Regions from separate parts of the Zea mays genome. Here region 2 is linked to region 1. The links are chromatin contacts, called in public Hi-C maps. All regions are on one chromosome and are shown on one strand. The core of a region is the stretch at or near the end of the contact, and the rest is flanking DNA. Distances in the headings are between cores, read along the strand shown.

Evidence for each region. Hi-C and Micro-C count contacts between places; a contact is called where the count stands out from the background.
Region 2: a Hi-C map of leaf shows a contact between it and region 1, with 5 times the contacts expected there. The contact joins the promoter of LOC100274227 here to the promoter of LOC103639252 in region 1. A contact is called at or near these places in 13 of 25 Hi-C or Micro-C datasets (bundle sheath, ear, endosperm and 4 more) and 1 of 3 datasets of contacts at active chromatin or transcription factors (leaf).

Annotation. Positions count from the first base shown.
Region 1 is chr9:143,007,000-143,011,036 of Zm-B73-REFERENCE-NAM-5.0, forward strand. LOC103639252 (protein SCAR2) reads left to right here and starts at 1,935. Exons shown (of 9, transcript XM_008662013.3): 1 at 1,935-2,414; 2 at 3,058-3,218; 3 at 3,377-3,500; 4 at 3,590-3,722; 5 at 3,848-3,915; 6 at 4,005-4,037. The coding sequence starts at 2,260.
Region 2 is chr9:143,158,469-143,162,474 of Zm-B73-REFERENCE-NAM-5.0, forward strand. LOC100274227 (40S ribosomal protein S7) reads right to left here and starts at 1,302. Exons shown (of 6, transcript NM_001148598.1): 1 at 1,254-1,302; 2 at 1,035-1,134; 3 at 828-901; 4 at 622-745. The coding sequence starts at 1,109.

The DNA of each region.
Region 1 (4,037 bases), core at 685-3,184:
CAATTAGGTTTGTGCATGAGTAGCTTTGAAGTAGATGAATGAATGAATGTGCGTGTGCGCCCATGCATACTGCGTGTTCGACTGTTCGCCGTAGATTCGTACGTTCTGGCTTCGGCCGGCACGGCGGCCACTTTTTGTGGGCGTGCGTCTCTGTTGGTGGTGCTCACACCCGTGTAAGCGAGGCTACTGTGCTGGTCTTATCTGGTTGGAATAGGTGGGCGGTTGGGTTGGCTTGAGTTTTGTTGGGGCTTGTCGTCGCTGGTCCTGCCGCCGTTCTGTTGTGGCGAATCAGGCATCAAAATCTTGTAGCCTTGTGAATAGTGATCCTTGTCGTGTAATGCGCGGGAGGGAGCGATCATGTGACGCATCTTTTGCCCCCCCCCCCCGGAGGATTTATCTCTCCATTTGCTGTTCATACTGACGGTAGCGCGGTAGTAAATGAAAGTTTCGAGAAAATAATGCCGCCCAGTACTACGTCATGGCGAAGATGTGCATGGAAAGGTCGGGCATCGGTAGCTATAACTGCTCTCTCGGGAGGATGAGGATCGTGGGGAAGTTCCTTATCTATCTATATATAGTAGCATATAATCCACCAGTTAAAATTTTGTAAAAATCATCCAACCAAATCATTCTACATTTATAACTTCTATTAAATCCATTAAATAAGTTGGACCCATACTTAATATATCATAAAAACTAATGGTTCAGATATAACTTTTATTTCCATTATTTGGATCATGTCTTATCTCCGTCGTCCCCTCCCTCTTCAGGCCCGCACTCATGCAGTCGCTATCAACCCTTCTCCTCTTCCCTTTCCGGATATTAGCGTTAGCTAGTGAAAAAACAGCGAGAACATACAGAGCATGAAGAAGCGCCCCAGTCCATGAGAGAAGGAATAAAAATAAGCAGTTTAATTGTCTCTATTCCCATCCGTGACATTGGAAAGGAAGGTGGTGGAAAGAATATAAAAATCAGCGCGATGATGTCGCTGCGAAACGACGCAGCGGTAGATAATGACTGGTGCCAAGGATACGGCACCCCAGCTATTTTAAAAGCCTGGTTAGGAGCAAAGACACCGGAAAGGAATGCAGGACTAAAATCACCTTCCAACTAAAATCTTCTTGCTATTCAATTTTGACCCCTTCAATTCCATCCAGTATTCGTGCTACCAGAAGTCCTAATCAGTAATCACTCACGAGAATTACCTTTCGACTTGATGCACGGGCACGGCAGTAAATGGGTACGCGCGCGATCACAGGCTTCGTTAGCCAGTTCACATGCACCGCGCCAGAGCATGAAGAAGCGCCCCAGTCCCCACTAAAGATGGCAATGGAGACCCGATTCCCGATTCCCCGTAGGGAATTTCTCTATTAGGGGATAGGGATAGGGAAGTTTCTTCGCCCACGGAGATGTAAATGGGAGAAAATTCTCCCCCGATGGGTAAACGGGGACAGAAATGGAGAAGCATTCCTCATCCCCGTTCCCCGCGGGGACCCGTTAAACTTACATGTGACAATATTTTTATGTAATAGTTAATGATAAGAATAAAAAATTACCTTGTCAAGAGATCACCCGTTGTACAAATACATTGATTTTAATGCGCACATAATGATTTTTTACATCTAATAATGTGTATGAGTGACAATGTTTCACATTAATAACAAATGAAGTATAATTTAATTATAATTTAAGCGAGGATAGGAATCCCCGACGGGGATTTATCCCCGCGGGGAACAGGGATAGGGAAGAAATGTCCCCCGTAAGCGTTCGCGGGGATCCTCGCGGGGAAATTTTTTTGTCGCAGGGACGGGTTTGGGAGCTAAAACCCGATGGGAAATTCCCCGTTGCCATCCCTAGTCCCCACCCCGCCGCTAGTGGGTCCCGCTTGACCTCGCAGTCCAGGGAGGCGGGGGGCACGCAGTCACGCACGAACGTATCAAGGGACGAAACGAAACGAAACTACTAGCCTCCCTCTCCCAGTTTCTCCCCCTCCCTATCTCTCTGTCCCTGCTTGCATTGCTCGTGTTGACGCGCCTGCAAGTACGAGACAGCGAGCGGGAGGAAGAAGAAACAAAAAGGCCGGCCCCCGATGCTAGCTCGCCGCAAGAGCACTACCACCACGCCAATCCATTGAGGCGGCTTCGTTAGCGTAGCGGCGGCCGGCGGTGGAAGCTAAGTGTAAAGCGGCCGCCTGCTCGGGGGGATAAAAGCTACAACGGGCAGCGGCAGGAGGAGGCGTCGTCTCGAGGACTGCGCGCAATGCCCCTGTCGCGGCACACGGTCGGGAACGAGTACGCGCTGGGTGGCCGCGACCTCTACCGCGCGGCCGACCAGCACGACCCGGAGGACGTCCTCGATGGCGTCGCCATGGCCGGACTCGTCGGCGTCCTCCGCCAGCTCGGCGACCTCGCCGAGTACGTGCGCCGCACCATTCCCGTTCTCCAGCCTTGCTCTTCTCTCCTTTGTCCGCCCAGCCATGAATAAGGATTTTGCTGTCCTCGTCTGAATTCCGTGGGTGCATTCGAGCGTCTCCATTTTTCCTGGACCAGCTGTTGATGCCACGCATTTCGAATCGCTGCGTGCGTCATGGTTCCTGGACCGATCGCGTTTAATTTGGATTTCGGTCGTAGTGGATCACCTAATGCTTTTTTTTTTGCTATATGCTATGTTTTGGAACCCTTCCTCCCTTTTTTTTTAGAAAAGGTAGGCGATTGATGCATTAGACATTTGACTTTCCAGGTCGTTAACTCTGTGACGGCCTTGTGCTAGGACTCCTAGCTCAGCAGCGGGGAGATAAATGTGCCGTCATAATATTTTTCCGATCATAATAAGTGCGTAATTGTGAATCGAAATAGCTGCTGCCCTTTCTAGGGGGAGAGAAGAAAAAAAAAGACCAAATTCCAAAAGCCTTTCTTATCTTCATCTATGTAAGAACGCTCCGATTAATTAGTTTCTGATACCCGGAGATTGGAGCAAAGAAAACTGGAGTAGGAAACGGAACAGAAATCGCAACAGGAAGACAACTGAAAACTCACCTCATTGTTGCACGGCTTGCAGGTTTGCTGCACAGGTGTTCCACGGCCTGTACGACGAGGTGATGAGCACGTCCGCGCGAGGGCACGGCCTCATGCTCCGGGTGCAGCAGCTGGAGGCAGAGCTGCCGCTGCTGGAGAGAGACTCCTGCCAGAGAGACTACCTGCATGTCGCTTCTAACAGGGGTGGGTTCATTCAGCACCAACAAGTGCAGATTTCTCTTCTTCTGCTGCTTACCCTTCTCTACTTCTCAATTTTTAGTAAACAAAGAAACAAGACCAGTCTGCTTTTTTTCTCCTCATTTGTGAAAGCCGTAATTTAAATTATTTAATCCCTTCTGCAGGTGTCGATTGGCGTTCGAATCCGAGGGTCGACCAAGGGGTTGTCACGAGAGGCGACACGCCTCGCTTCATCATGGAGTCAATCAAGCAGTGTCGCGGACCACCCAAGCTCTTCATGCTCGACAAGTATGGTGTGACCTATCTCTAGTGTGTGTGTGTGTGGGGCAACTGAGAAGATCTGAACCATGACGGTTGCAGCATCGTTCAATGCGCAGGTATGATATCGGCGGCGAGGGGGCGTGCTTGAAGAGATACACCGACCCGTCTTTCTTCAGGACGGATTCCGCATGTTCCACCTTGCCGCATGAGGAAGGAATTCGAGATGAAAGAAGACCTCCCAAAGCCATGGTAATAAACACCACCAAGTTCTCCAGTATGGAGTATATTCGCTGGCTGAAGTCAGCTTTGTAAACTATCCTTCAGGAAATTTGATGGACCCAGTGTATGAAACTCATTTTGTCCCACTCTTGCAGGAGATCAGGCCTAACCTTGAGAATGCCCAGATTTTCCAGCCCCCTAACGCAGCCGACAATGTCTCCAAGTACCTGTCCTCCCACACTCTTTGCCTGTACCAGTATGCTGTCGTTCTGCTTGCTTATTCTAAAAGCGTTATTCTGTCCATCTCTGTAGGCTGGAGACTGATCCATCTGCTGAAGCTATGGA
Region 2 (4,006 bases), core at 52-2,551, 150 kb after region 1:
CCATCTCCAGCGTCGCCTGTCGCCCTTCCTCAGGTTCCAGCATCCACTGTTGCCTGCCGCCCTCCCTCCGGTTGCGTCCAGAGCCCACAGCCTCCCTCCTCTCCTCTCCTCTGCCCCCTCCTCCCTCTCCATCCTCCAACAATCCAGCACTGCCAGGCCAGTGAAGCGACGCCCTCCCTAGTTTTAGACTTTCAATCATCAAGAGTTCTAGGTTCAGTCTTCCAGTTCAAACAGTGACGCCCTCTCTAGTTTCAGACTTTCAGTCATCAAGAGTTAATGGTTACTGATCATAGATACAAGTTGTAACTTGTGTGGTTGAACTTGATCTGTTTCATTTTGTTTTGTGAACTTAAGTACTTAGCTTTTGTATGAACATATTCTATAATTGAAATTTTTTGAAATGTCTGAAAAGACGTTTCAGCATTCGTTTAAACGTTAAATGTTAAAAAGGTGGTTCGTAACGTTTTACCGCTTTAATAACCATGATCAACATAAGTTGCATACATGTATGTTATCTCAATGCAACTAAATCCATTACCCCGTTCAAGCTTATGCAGTTGCTACAATTAGCATATACACTTCGGACAGCAGCAGTAAAACCAAAAAAAACGAGAAATTCACCTTGCCGCTGAATTTCTTCTCCAGCTCCCTGACGATCCTGACATGGATCTTCCTGAAGGCCTTACGCAAGCGGTATGGGACGTGGATCACAACAGCCTTCCTGCTCCCGGCAACATCCAGCTGGCTGCAGAGTCACGACAAGCATCGTCACCGAATGTCACAGCCATACACCACAGGCTTCTACATCTCAAAGGGCGTAAGCTTACATAGCACCGTTGATGTAAAGGTCCTTGAGGTCGCTCTTGAGCTCCTGGTTACCGTTCTCCAGGTCGAAGAAAGCCTGCAGGTACAACAAAACCGGCCGAAAGCACATCACAACCCCGACACGTGGGCAACCCAACACAGCAGCAGCATTTCGAAGAATAAAAGCGCAATAACGGGAGGGGAGAGAAGGGGATTAGAGCTCGGCTCACCTGGGCGACGGAGTCCTCGAACTCGGAGGGCTCAAGGCCCTTATCCTTCTGGATCTTCTTCCTCGCGGTGTACATCTTGCCTTACCTTCGCCGCCGGATCCTGCAGCGGCGGAGGAAATTCGAAAAGGAGAGCACGGATCAGCAAACAGCGCAAAGGGAGATGGTAAGCAGAGAACGGGCGGCCAGGTCGACGATAGACTAGGGGGCAGGGATGGATACCTGAGCGGGAGGAGATGAGGCGAGAACGCGAAGTGGAGGCGCCGGCGGTTTAATTTGGTGGAGGCTTGGGTGTCTGCGCGAGTGGGAGCTCTTATACGCTTGGTTAAAACCCTAGCCCCGGATAGTGGGCCGACAAGGCTGGGTGGCCGAATATTTTCGAAGCCTACTTTGTGGCCCGACTTGAGAGGTGTGTTACGCTTGTGCATCTTAGGCCCATAGCATTCTGGCTCAATTGTATCACCGAAAGGCTTCGCTTCGTTCACGGCGGAGGTTTCAGGAAGTGATGAAGGGAAGAGGCGAGACGAGACGTGACGTGACGAAATATGTCGTCGAGTTACACACGTCTGTCGTCAGCTGCCGGTTTTTTCCCATACGAAGAGGAAAGAGCTGTCGCTTTTGCTCGGCGGTGGAGGACACATCTTCCTCGCCGCTTCTCGCTTTGATCCGGTCGCGCTCGCGCCCAACGCGCGACCTGGTGAACTAGGACACACCTCCCACGATTCCTTTCTTCTCCGTCTCCGCGTAGCAAAGAAGTTAACCTAGAATCAGAGCAAGAGATCGTACGCAGGAGGGAACACCGGAGCAGCGGCAGCAGCAGAGAGATCGCCGGTGCCGCTCGATCGCCTGTTTGTAGAGAGGAAGGAGACGATAGATGGACGAGATCAAGAACAAGGTGGGCACTTACTGGCTGGGGCAGAGGGCCAACAAGGAGATCTCCCGTCCGGAAAACCCTAAACCCTCCCGTCCCAAATAAGTAGCTTAGACCCTAAACCTAGACGACTATGAGGTCGTCAGGGGCGGCATCACCGTAGACGAGTTCTAGCTTTTGCTACCGACGCTGAGATGGTCCAGCTTCGTCTTGCTTGTGTCACGACCCTTGCCAGCGGTAGAGATCACCGCGACGTGAGACGCAAGACAAGCAGAGAAGAACAGAGATAAGTGGTTGGGTAGTTTCAACAGATTTGATTCCTTTCTGATTTTGCATGTCTGGCTCAAAGCACCGAGTACAATACTTACAGGCACACCAACAACTCCCTGGTCTATTATTTACGGCCCAAGATGGCACTAATACGGCTTAACAGCCCACAACTCCATTACAGACTCCATTAACAACGAAATAGAAATGCCTGGCTGGCTGACCTCGGTCCACCAGTCTTCGCGCCACTCCATCTCCCGCAGATCCATTTCAGTCCGCGTCTTCAGTCATGACATCTCCCCGGGCCTCAGATAACGCTTGTCCCCAAGCGTTTGCCTCTGGAAACCGTGCCCTGACCACTGCATAATCCTCCCATGTTGCAGCTTCCTTAGGTACCCCACTCCATTTCACCAGCACTTGAACAATAGCTCGATTGCCCTTTCTCACCATCCTTCGATCAAGGACCTGCTCTGGCTCTATACCCCCTTGAGACAAATCCACCGCAGGAGGTAGCTCTGAGAAAACTGGAGAATAACAGGGCAGAAATGGCTTCAGTTGTGACACATGAAAAACCGGATGTACTTGTGCATTCCCAGGTAATTCCAGCTTGTATGCCACCTCCCCAATCCTTGATATCACCTTGAAAGGACCAAAGTACTTAAATGCCAATTTAGGACAGGATCGGTTCACCACAGTCTTTTGTGCATAAGGTTGTAACTTCAGCAAAACCAGATCGCCCACTTGAAATTCCCTGGGAGTTCTGCCCTTGTCAGCATACTGCTTCATGCGAAGCTGAGCGCGTGCTAACTGCTCCTTTAACATGATTGAAAATGCATTCCTTTCAGCAAACCAGTCAGCTATCTCCCTATCTTCCATGCCCAGCGTTTTTGGTGCAACAAGCAATGGTGCTTCATAGCCATACAACACTTTGAAGGGTGTACATCCCAACACCGAATGATGTGTAGTATTATACCAGTACTCAGCTAAAGCGAGCCAGCTCTTCCACTTGTTAGGTTGGTCATGTACAGCACACCTGAGATACATTTCCAAGCACTGATTCACTCGCTCACTCTGACCATCAGTTTGAGGGTGATATGCAGTGGACATCAGCAACTTCACTCCCATAAGTTGGAATAGATTTTTCCAAAAGGCACTGGTGAAAACCTTGTCTCTGTCAGACACTATAGATCTTGGAACCCCATGCAACTTCACCACATTCTCGAGAAATACTTGAGCAACTCCTTTAGCAGTAAAGGGGTGCTTTAGAGGAAGGAAATGACTGTATTTCGAGAATCTATCCACCACTACCAGAATGGTATCAAACCCCTCAGACTTTGGTAACCCTTCTATGAAATCCATAGTCACCTCTTCCCAAATACCTTGCGGAACTGGTAAAGGCTGTAGCAGCCCTGCGGGGTGCACCCTCTCAGCCTTGGCCTTTTGACAGATTGCACATTGCTGCACATACTGTGTCACATCATTTTTTAAACCCTTCCACCAGAACACCTTCTTTACCCTCTGATACGTTGCTTGAATTCCAGAGTGCCCTCCAACTGCACTATCATGCAGTGCTGCAATTAGTTTAGTGCGCAGAGCTGAGTTGCACCCAATCCAGATCCGGTTTGCTTTTCTGATAATACCTTGCTGCAAAGAAAACCCCTGTTCATCCGGGCTCTGAATTAACAGTTGAGTGATCAATTGATGTGCATCCTCATCTGTGGCATACGAGTTCACTACTTCTTGAATCCATATAGGCTGAATTTCAGAGAGAACAGACAACCCCATCATATGCTCCACCCTTGATAAGGCATCCGCCACTACATTCTCTGTGCCCTTT